2 separate regions of the Mus musculus genome follow, and region 2 is linked to region 1. Evidence: chromatin contacts called from public promoter capture Hi-C data. All regions are on one chromosome and are shown on one strand. Each heading gives the region's core, a stretch centred on a gene start, on an enhancer-like site or on the middle of the called end of the contact. The rest is flanking DNA. Distances are from core to core; before and after follow the strand shown. Region 1 holds the start of Pcbp1 (poly(rC) binding protein 1). Region 2 holds the start of Rpn1 (ribophorin I).

Region 1 (5,597 bases), core at 894-3,393:
CCCTGCCCCCCACCCCCACAAGCCTTCCCACAGATTATTTTATTGTTCCTGGCCAAGTTTGCCCCGCGGGATGGGGGTAGCGGACAACGGGCTAGACGCTCTCCATCCACCCTGTCCTGCTGAACGGGCAGTTTTTCCACCCGAGAAAAACCTGTATCTTCCACCAGAGAAAAAGGCAGAGGCCTCTCTGGAACTAGGTTGGATATGTCACTCCCAGGAAGAGACCCATCTTTTGTAAACATCCCAAAGCAGGCCCAACCTGCCGTTCCTTTGTTGGGGCAGAGGGAGGGGAATCTCAGCGATAAGGCAAGAAAAGCTTGCAAGGAACAAGGGCGGGCCACCCTTCTCCCCCTGGCCGCCAAGCACCCCATACTTAAAACAGGGAAGGGAAAGAAAGCAGCAACCGAAGAATTTAAGATAGGAATTCCCAGCTTTCAAATACGAAGCATTTTTAACCAATCCATTTGTTTAATTCTTAAATTCTTGACATTACAGAACTAAACTGAAATTTATTAACATTCCACTCTTACATTTCTTATCGACAAACAGAAAATAAAATCCATGAGCCAAAAAAACCCAAACGAAACTAAAAACAGGGAAAAGCTTATAAAACTAAATATGGATCCCAGCATTAACGGCTGAACAGAGAATGTGATTTTTCTTTAAATTCTTAGCGGATGATAAAGTGTAGAAACTGAACACTTACAAATTATTTAAAACCTGGAATTACCGACCAGAAATTACACAGTTGGATCATGGGAAACAGCAGGAAGGGGGTTACGAGCGAACCTACGCTGTTCTAGCTGCACCCCATCCCCTTCTCAGAGGAAAGCCTGGCATTGATTAGATACTGGGCCAGGCTAATACTGGCAGCCGAGCCAGTAATAGTGACCTGCCTTCCAGAAGAGCCTTCCACCGGGTTGGCAATTTTGATCTGGGCCCCGGACATCTGGCGGATCTCATTGATGTTGGCGCCTTGGCGCCCGATTATGCAGCCGATTAAGTTATTTGGAATGGTGAGTTCATGGGTGGTTTGAGTAGATGCATCCAAACTTGCCCAATAGCCTTTCACCTCTGGAGAGCTGGAGTCAATTCCGGCGAATCCCGTCCCGCCGTGCATCATGGCAAAGTGAGACTGTTGTCTTGCCACCTGGTTCAGCTTGGCCAGATCCAGCGGAGAAATGGTGTGTTGTCCTTGAATCGAGTAGGCGTCTAGAGGTGGTCCCTCCAGGTCGTGGGTGGCGTGGGGGTAGCCCGCCGCGTCGCTGCAGCGATCTTGGCCGCCCGCGCAGATGACTGGCGAGCTGGCCGGCATGGGCTGGTACGGGATGGTCATGACTCTCCCCTGTGGAGACTGGGAGAGCGTCTCCAGCATGACCAGGCAGATCTGCTTCACACACTCGGTGACGGACTGCGGCACGCCGGCGATAGTGATAGCCCGCTCGGTCGAGTTGGGCAGCATATCCCCCGCCACCTGGACCTGGGCCCCGGTGCTCTCGCGGATCTCCTTGATCTTGCAGCCGCCCTTGCCGATCAGGGAGCCACACTGGGTGGCGGGCACGACCAGCCGAAGTGTGACCGGGGGCCTGCTGGCCGCCGTACTGTTGGTCATGGAGCTGTTGATATCTTCCTCCAGCTTGTCGATGATCATGGCGAAGGCCTTAAAGATGGCATTGGTAGGCCCAGTCAGCGTGATGATCCTCTCCGGGCAGTTCCCCTCCGAGATGTTGATCCGCGCGCCGCTCTCCTCGCGGATCCTCTTCACCGACTCCCCTTTCTTCCCGATGATGCTGCCTACTTCCTTTCCGTGCATCAGCAGCCGAATGGTGAGAGTCACGTTGAGTCCGCTTTCAGTCACACCGGCGTCCATGGCGAGCGGCGGGCGGCGTTCGGGAGTTGGGCTCGTTACGTGGTCAAGTCCTGGGCGGCTGGCGGGGGAGGGGAGGAGTAGGCCCGAACTGCCGGCGCGAGGCGAGCGGGGGGCCGCAGGAGCGGGCGGGCGCGGGCGGGAGGCCGCGGCGGCGTCGCAGGACTGGCGGCGGCGGCGACGGGGGCGAGCGGGACCGGGAGCGGTCGACGGGCGGGTGGGCGAGGGCGCGGCGGTGGCGACTCCGGCGGCAGCCTCGGCGGTCTGGGCGGGGCGGGAAGCCCGCTTTCAACCCCGCGTACCCTCTGACCCCGGAAGTGCTTTCCGCGCAGGACCCCTAGGAGAAAAAAAAGAGGACCGGCTTTTTTAGGTCACAAGACTGCGCCAGCGCGCGCGACCCTTGAGAAAAATAACCCGGTGGCACCGCCGTCGGGTTGAAAACGGACAACGTGGGCAAAACTGGGGACCCGGCAGAGATTGAGAGGGAGCACGTGTTTTGTTAACCCTAGCGGCTCCGGCAGGGGACTGGGAAAATATACTGGTTTTGTGCCGGGGACAGATAATTGTTTCCCGGTCCGCCCAAGGATTCGATGGCGGAGCGATACAGGCATCGGCGGAGGCCGCTGCAGGCGGGAGCTAGGCCGCCGCGGGTCGAAAACGTGCGCGGGAGGGGACCAGGGCGCATGCGCGGCAGCGAGGGGGGGCGCGAGCGGCCCGCGTTGGCTTCCGTGGGGGGAGGGGCGGCGAGGCGAGGCGCGGCCCGGCGGCTGTGCACGCGCTCTGCTGGGCACGTGGGGCCCCTTCGTCCCCGGCGTCCGGGCGCCTGGTCCCAGCCCCCACCTTGGCCTCCGTCCGGCGGCTGCGTCCGCGACGCAGAGAGACTCGAGCGAGAGTCACCCGCCCCGGCGAGTGCCGCTCGGGCTAGTGGCGTTAGGAACGGGGGCCGCTGGAATGGCGTCCACTTACATAATGCTTTGTTTGCACTTGGTCGGCTCCGGTTAGGGAAGCCCTCGGAGGCGCTACCTCCTGCCCTCGTGTTTTATGTCCCACGATAGTTCCCGAGACCTTAGAGGAGCGGTGCGCACTGACGGCGTGCCGGCATGGCCCCCCGCATGTCCGCGCTGGCTCGCCCGCCGCCTGGACCACGCTTTCGGGAGGCGGCCAAGCCTGGGCGCCGCCGCCATCTTGGGAGGTCGCCCTGACCGAGGCCTCCCGCCGGGAAATGGCCCTCGAGACGCTGGAGAGCGCCTTGTGCTTTCTTTGCCGGCTCCTCGTGCCGCCGCCATAGTCAGCCTGGAGGAGGTCGTGTGAAGGAACGTGTTGTTTAATACTTGGCCGAAAGGACCAGCGTGGCGTTCCTCACCCCACCGCCACCCCACCCCCGAGCGGGGAGGGCTGGCGGCCATGTTTCCCAACAAAATGGCGACACGTGTCGCCATCGAAAAATTGGGCCGGGTCTGAAAGCTCTAGAATGTGCCTTTCATCAGTCTCAGAATTTCCCATAGGATGAAACAGCAAGAGGTGCTTTTGGAAGAAAGTTAATTCCCTTGGTGGGCAGGAGAATAAATAAAATGCAGGCCTGACACGGGATTTTTAAAAAACTGAGTAATGGCAGGCAGGTGTGTGCCTGTGTGTGTGCGTGCGCGCGTGTGTGCACAGTATGTAACCAAGTACCCAAGCATCTAGAAAAAATTTCTAGTTTTTTTCTAGATGTTGTACAGGTGGTGCTGTAACTGATTTAAGATTGTTATGCCTAATAAGCCATAGAATGGCAATGTCTCACTATTCAACTGTCCAGTGATCCTAAAGTTCACAGTTATGTCCACTTTTCCACCTTTACAGTCAAGAGGAACAGATTGTGGGTGTGGGTGTGCCACAGCAGATTCCATTCTAAACATTTTATCCCATGCAATATATATTTTTTTTAATTGAAAATTCCATGAAGTGGGTATTTATTTCTCTTTCTTTTCCCCAACAGAGCAAGACAATCCCAGAGAGATGAATGAAGTGAATGACCCAAGGTTACACAGGATGGAACCTATATCTTCTGATTTCTCTACTGGTGAGCACCTTTTGCAGATTTTTTTATTTGAATCAGAGTTTTAGAATTTAATTTTGCTGAGCTGGTTATCAGACATAGGATCTCTAACTTTTTAGCCAAGCTGTCTACCACTACGCCACAGTTTTGTGTGTGTGGTTTTTTTTTTTCAGTGCAGAGGCACTGAGCTCTGGATCCTCCTGTCTCACTTCACAAACACTGGAATGACAGGATGTGCCACCACTGGCATGTTGAGGGCATGGTAGGAAACACCTTTAATCCCATCACTGGGGAAACAGAAACAGGTAGATCTTTGAGAATTTGAGGCCAGCTGGGGCTACAAAGTGATACCCTGTTTCAAAAAAAAAAAGAGAAAGAAAAGAACTGACTTGTGTGAACTTGTCATTTCTAAAGGAGCCACTCAGAACCCCCCCCCCCCCCCCCCCCCCCCCCGCCCCGCACCTGTTTGTATGTTCCGTGCCTTCACTTATTCCTGGTGTTAGTGACATTTGTTTAGGCTCAAATATTATTTTACAAAGCCTCTGGATGAGGACAGGAAGAGGATGTGATTCAGGCTTGCCCAAAAGTTCAGTATCTGTTCATCTGGCCTCATCTGAGGCCCATTTCCCTCCACCTGGCTCCAAGGGAGCAAGCGAGCAGTTCCCTAGAGACTTGCTTTCCTCAGTTGCTTGTGGATGGATTTCTGGTTTCTCCATCCCAGTCCTTTAAGCAGATAAAATAAGTTACTTTACCTGGTTCCAATCATCTATTTCTCTTTAAATATTGACAGAGCATGGAGGAATATTAGATAAATCATAACTTGTGACTCCTCAAACCATGCGGCCTTCACTATTCAGTGTATTCAATTAAGTTCAATGTAGGTCATAAATCAGCTTTTTTCGTAAAAGCAGCACAGATGCATGTGGTATGGAATTATAATTACAGAGAGGTTATAACCTTCATTTAAATTTGTTAAATACTCATGGAAATGAGTGTATAGTTAGGTATGTTTAAATTTATTAAACTCACCTGGTCTAGAAGGTGAGGGTACTTCTCAGGAATAGACTCAAGCTCCCAATTAGGTCAGCTATTTCTACCCATAATTCCTAAAATCATGTACTGAAGTCTGCAAATAGCTATTTATTAGGCTCACATTTAAAAATTAGGTTGGGTTTTTGTTGTCTTGTTTTAAGACAGGGTATCGCCATGTAGCCCTGGCTAGCCTGGAACTTCTTTTGCAGACCAGGCTGGCTTTGAACTCCGAGCGATTCATCTGTCTGTCTCTGCCTCTCCAAAGTTCTGGGAATAAAGATGTGTAGCACCACACATGGCAAGCAAAAGAAGACTTGGGGGTTTTTTTGTTGTTGTTGTTTTTCAAGAAAGAGTTTCTCTGTGTAACAGCCCTGGGGCTGTCTTGGAACTTAGTCTATAGACCAGGCTCAGCTTGTACTCCGATGTAGGTAGTGGATAGCGCAACAAACATGTACTGGAGTGGCTGTGGCTGTGTGGGTGTCGGAGAGAAGAGCTTTTTGATTGAAATTACATTTAGATCACATGTCAAACTTTTCTTTTTTCTTATATATTTTTAAAATTTTTGTCTTTTTTATTTTTTGGATTTTTTTTTTTTAAGATTTATTTATTTATTATATGTAAGTACACTGTAGCTGTCTTCAGACGCACCAGAAGAGGGCA
Region 2 (5,530 bases), core at 1,883-4,382, 1.6 Mb after region 1:
TGCCTAGTGATGGGAAACTACCCAACATACATGCCAACAGACCAATCTGATGAGAACGATGCATCAACCGAGGCTCCCTTTTCCCCATGTAACTTGAGTTTGTGTCAAATTGACAAAAAACTAACCAGCACACAACCTCCATCTTGGCACTGTTGGTAGGTGATGGAACTGTGCTAGCTGGGCATTCTTAAAGCCATGGAGAAGATACCTTCAAAGGCGATACTGGAGCCCCAGACCCTCCTCTTCTCTCTTCTTTCCTGGCTATAAAACGTGATCAGTTCTGCTGTATCATAATGGGTTGTCACAAAGCCAAAGCAAAAGGATTAGGAACCAATCATGGACTGGAACCTATGAAATCTTATTTATTTATTTATTTATTTATTTATTTATTTACATCCACGTTGGGATGGAATTCAGGCCTTGTATATATGAGACAAATGTTAGCTCACTGAGCTACTTCTTGCGCATTCTCTTAGGCCTGCCTATTCAGATTCTTCTGGTTGTTTTTCTACTGTATAGTCAATTACTTTCTTATTATTCTGTATTTTTCTAGTGTTTTGGGTGTAAGCCTTCTGCTTGATGTGTTCCGTTCTTTTCTTCCACTCTGGGGCTTGCTTTCCCCAGTGGTGCTTATGTGAGTGTGCTCTGAGGCTTGAACCCTCAGCCTTATGTATGTGAAGCACCTGCTTCAGTAGGGAGCCACGCCCCTAATCTCCTTCAGCATGCTAGGCAAGCGCTGTTCTCAATCTTTCTTCACACCTCCCTTTGTGCATGTGTGTATACATGTGTGCGGATAGAAAACAGAGAACAATTTTAGGTGTCATTCCTCGGGAGCTGTCTACGTTGTTTTCAAGACAGGATCTCTCACCGGCCTGACGTTCTCCAAGCAGGCTAGGCTGGAGAGCAAACTCCCCGTGTCTACCTCCCCAGTGCTGGGATTGCAAGGCTGCATCACTGTCCTTGGCTTTTTTTTTTTTTCCATGAGTTCTGGGGATCAAACTCAGATTTTCGTGCTTAAGTGGCAAGAATTTTACTGGCTGAGCTATCTCCCTAGTTACCCTCTTAACACTCTCAATAATGACTTTGTTATTTTTAAACATCTATTTATTTTATGTGTCTGAGTGTTCTGCCTGCATAAGTGTCCATGCACCACATCCTTGAAGTGTGAGTGGAGTACAGAAGGCAGTTTTAGATCCACTGGAACCAGACTTAGTGTTGTGAGAAGCCATGCAGGTCCTGGGAATTGAACCCTGGTCCTCTACTAGAGTATCCAAGAGAGGACTTAACTGCTAAGCCTCCTTTCCAGTCACCTAACTCTATAATTTTTAATTTTGGAAGAGTTGAAGAAAAATTGTCTCTGATGTTGGAGTGTTATTTTAAATGGCTACTATATTGCCCCTGCTATCCTCTGCAGAGCTTTGCCCTGGTGAATGTGTTAATAGTGTGGTCAGACTTTCTATTGTTGTTGTTACATTAAGGCAAAGTATTTTATGTTCTTTATTCTTTATTCTTTCCTTAGCCTCCTAAATACTGAAGCATTACAGGCATGTACCACTACTACAACCAGATAGCATTAAAAAAAGATTTATTTTTAAATTTATATTTATGTGTGTGTATGTGAGAGAGAAAGAGATACAGAGAGACAGATAAAGACAGAGACAGAGAGGAACAGAAGGAAGAACATCTGTGTATGGATGTTTGTGGAGGTTAGAGGGCATCAGATCCTTGCCTGACAGGCAGTTGTGAGCCTGGGAACCGGAAGAATTCAAGTCCTTTGAGAGAGCAGCAAATCCTCCTAACCACTAAGCTGTCTCTGCATACATAATGTATGTACTCGCGTGCAAACAGTAAGTAGTTTTGTTTTCTGGGCCATATAGTCTGGTTTGCAACTACACTACTGTTACTGTTGTACTGTGAAAGCAATCATAAGCTACGGACAAATGAACGTAGCTATGTTCCAATAAAACTTTATAGACACAGATAGATTGTTGGCCTGCAGGTGCTAATTTCCTGACTTCTGCTTTGTAGGGAGGAGCATGGCCAGCCCTCCATTCTCTCTTCTCATTGGCTGGTATCAATGTTTGAATATTTCCATCTCCTCCCAAAATTTACCTTCGAATTACATCCTTCAAGCAACAACATTGGGACGCATTCTCATTTGGGGAGTGGAGACTGTACACAACCATTGTGCAGGGGGCTTGGAGATTTTATAGGGTTGAAAAAAGGGAACTTTAGGGGAGCAAAGTTTTATCTGTAGATTTTTTCATATATATATATATACATATATACATACATATATATATGTATATATGTATATATATATATATATATATATATATATATATATATGGTTTCAAGGCCCAAAAAATGCCATTGGATGTTTTCGTCACTAAGCTGGCTTTCTTGTCAGGTGTATCAGTACACTGACTACAGTTTCTCTGCTCACTTGAAGTTCATTGTTTTTGGTCATTAATTCTTCAGTGTGACTTTGGGAGATGATAGCACTAGAGGAATCCATCTGCAAGATGCCTTTGTAAAAGGGCTTGCCTCAGAGAGACCCTTTCCTGCCTTTCTGTCATATGACGATATGCAATGCCTTCCTTAGAAGGCATGCAATGTCAAAGTGCCACCTTGGTAGTAAATAGCAGCCCTCACCAGACAGCTAGTCCTGCCAGTGACTTCGCCTTGGACTCCTACAACTGTGATAAATGTCAACAGGTATCTGAGGTTAATATCATCAACCTTGGTTAGTTGCTTAAGGTTTCTGCCATCACTCACATTAATGGTTGAACTAAATATTAGAGGAGAGACTTGAGTTTCTGGAAATTTCCCATTTTCCTTTAAACTTTTGCCCACTTAGCATTCGTATCACTATAGAGAAGGCAAAGTTAGTTCCTTAGACTAAGCTATAGTATACTGTTTTTGAGCTGAGAGGCCAGAGTTATTTTGCATAAGCATGAAGGAAACAGACAGGATATAAGGAAATCAGGGGTGAATACGGCTATTAAGCGCCCCAAGAAGTACGCCTGCACTTTAAGATTTTCAATCAGGCGCCCCACGATCGCCCGGTTGCCCTGGAGACGGGGTCCTTTCTGACCGGGCCCAGCCATCTTGTGGTGCTGTTGGCCAATCAGCGGTTGCGCCGTGGCGGGGGGGCGGGGCGCGTGTCGGTGGCGCTCAGCTCGCGGTCATGGAGTCGCCGGTCGCCTTGCTGTTGCTGCTGCTGCTATGTCTCGGGGCCTTGGCCCCGACGCCCGGCAGCGCCTCCTCGGAGGCTCCGCCGCTGGTCAACGAGGACGTGAAGCGCACGGTGGACCTGAGCAGCCACCTAGCCAAGGTGACGGCTGAGGTGGTCCTGGTACACCCGGGCGGCGGCTCCACATCACGAGCCAGCTCTTTCGTTCTGGCCCTGGAGCCAGAACTGGAGTCGCGGCTTGCGCACCTAGGCGTGCAGGTGAGCGGAGGGAGGAGCCGGCGAACCTCACGCGGGATGCCTGAGGCGATCGGGGATCCCTGGGGAGGGGCGGGGAGGTTGAGGGCGTTAGGGATCCTCCAGGTGTCTGGTTGTCTGAAAGGCAGGTGTTGGAGGGGGACAGCGGAGAGGTTGGGGTCCGCCGTCTCTCTTGTCCGCGTGTCCTCTCGGACACGTCAGCACAAGCTTCCGAGCGTGGGGCACCGCCCACGTGGCTGCTCTGGAGCCCAAGGCGACCCCTTGGTCCCCTGGCGACCTCCTTCCGCACCCCAAGAGGATCTTGGCTGTGGCCGGGTGCGGTACTTCGGGTACCCAGCTTCTTTTCTGTCCCCTGGACTTGCTCGTCTAGTGGAGGACTATCAGTGAGTTAAGACAATTTATTTCCTGAATGCAATTGACTGGTGTAGTCTGTTCTCTCCAGACAGCAGCGTTCAGAAATACAGCAGGTTTCTGGTATTAAAGTTTGTCATTCCTCGCACCCGGTTAATGTAACACTCCTCTGAAAGCTGCTGCTTAACGCTTTCTTAATGTTCAGACTAATTGAAGAGTCAGCCCCTTATGCTGTACAGAAAGGTGAAGCCCAGGTCTGTTCCTCCCCACCGTCTCTCATTGGAACACTTCAGCATTTAGCCTTCTGTACTTTTCATTGAATACACTTTTATACCTTTCAAGGAAAGAAATCGCTGGCTTTGGGAATAGAGGGAATATCCACACAGGTTAATTTTTATTACTGTTCTCATTAACTATATTCATTAAGTGATTACCCAATTTACTAGGAGACTAAGCACACCACATTCTTTTTAACTGTATGGAGCTATAAAGCTGGACTTATAATAGTCACTGAAGTGACTCCTGTCCCCTTTACATTGAAGCCTTGTTCATGCTCAGCATGGCTTTCCTCAAATATTTCTGGAAAGACATTCATGACTTCATTGGATGCTCAGTCCTGTTTTGTGAAAATCAGTCATGACTTAATGAAGTCATAGTATAATCAGATCACAGCAGAGGCTTACCACCCTGCTGCTGTCCTGGTGGGAATTGCATACAAGTTGGGTCCCTCTACATGGCTCAGAGCATCCAAGTTCAATTCCACAGCCATCGGTAACTCCAGTTTCAGGGTGCACAGACCCACTTGCAAGCAAAACACCCATGTACATTAAAAGAAAAATTAGGAAAAGAAAAGGCTGTGGCAGGTATTTTAAGAACATTCCCCACCCTATAGCAACCTTTTGAGGCATAGGAATTCTTACATGACTGTGGAAGTATCTGGCTTTGGAGCTTATTAACCCCCCTCCCCCAAATGAAGGTCTGACTTGTCCCATACCCTTGGGTGTATTTGCATTATTGCTACCTTGCTTTCTGGCCTTGACATGAAATTAGGACTTGTGTTTCAGCTCTGCAGTCATGTTACTGACTTACAGTAACTTGTGTTAACTCTGGAGGAAGACGAGTTTATACTCCTTACCTAGGTGAGAAGCAACTGGGTGATAAAGAGGATAAGAAAGGGCACACATTGCCTTGGAAACTTAGGCGAGGTGGACGGAGTACAGGAACCTTTAAGGAGCTAGCAGGACAGTAGGATTATGTAGTTTGAACCATCCTTTTCTCTTACACTGTTTGAGACAGGGTGTTGCTGTGTTGTCCCTGGACTGTTTTGGAACCTAGAATCCTCCTGTCCCAGCCTCCAGAATGCTGATAGCTAAAAATGACCTTGACTGCTGATCATCTTGGCTGTCTGTCCCATGTACTGGGACTACAGCTGTGTACCACCATGCCTAGCTTTCTGACCTTTTACTAAGTAATGCATTTTTTTTTTAAGATTTATTTATTTATTATATGTAAGGACATTGTAGCTGTCAACTCTGCTTGCTCAGTTCCTGCTTGCCCCAGTCCAAAGATTTATTACTATACATAAATACACTGTAGCTGTCTTAATATGTCTAAATATTAAGATACTGAAATAGTAAAGATAATATTTTAAAAAGTGTTCTTGGAGTTGGGATATAGTGATAGTTGCCTATACAATTCCAGCAGTTGGCAGGAGGATCAATAGTTTAA

The links. Promoter capture Hi-C pulls out the DNA fragments that hold promoters and counts their contacts.
Region 2: a contact with region 1 is called in a promoter capture Hi-C map of pre-B cells, with 6 times the contacts expected there. The contact joins the promoter of Rpn1 here to the promoter of Pcbp1 in region 1. A contact is called at or near these places in 1 of 39 promoter capture datasets (pre-B cells) and 1 of 9 other capture datasets (liver).

Annotation. Positions count from the first base shown.
Region 1 is chr6:86,524,046-86,529,642 of GRCm38.p6, forward strand. It overlaps Pcbp1 (poly(rC) binding protein 1), which reads right to left and starts at 2,144. Exons shown (of 1, transcript NM_011865.4): 1 at 435-2,144. The coding sequence starts at 1,870. The coding sequence ends at 800. 1600020E01Rik (RIKEN cDNA 1600020E01 gene) reads left to right here and starts at 3,285. Exons shown (of 5, transcript NR_037960.1): 1 at 3,285-3,388; 2 at 3,846-3,929. Gm38676 (a long non-coding RNA gene) reads left to right here and starts at 4,719. Exons shown (of 2, transcript XR_869219.1): 1 at 4,719-5,361.
Region 2 is chr6:88,081,341-88,086,870 of GRCm38.p6, forward strand. It overlaps Rpn1 (ribophorin I), which reads left to right and starts at 3,133. Exons shown (of 10, transcript NM_133933.4): 1 at 3,133-3,454. The coding sequence starts at 3,191.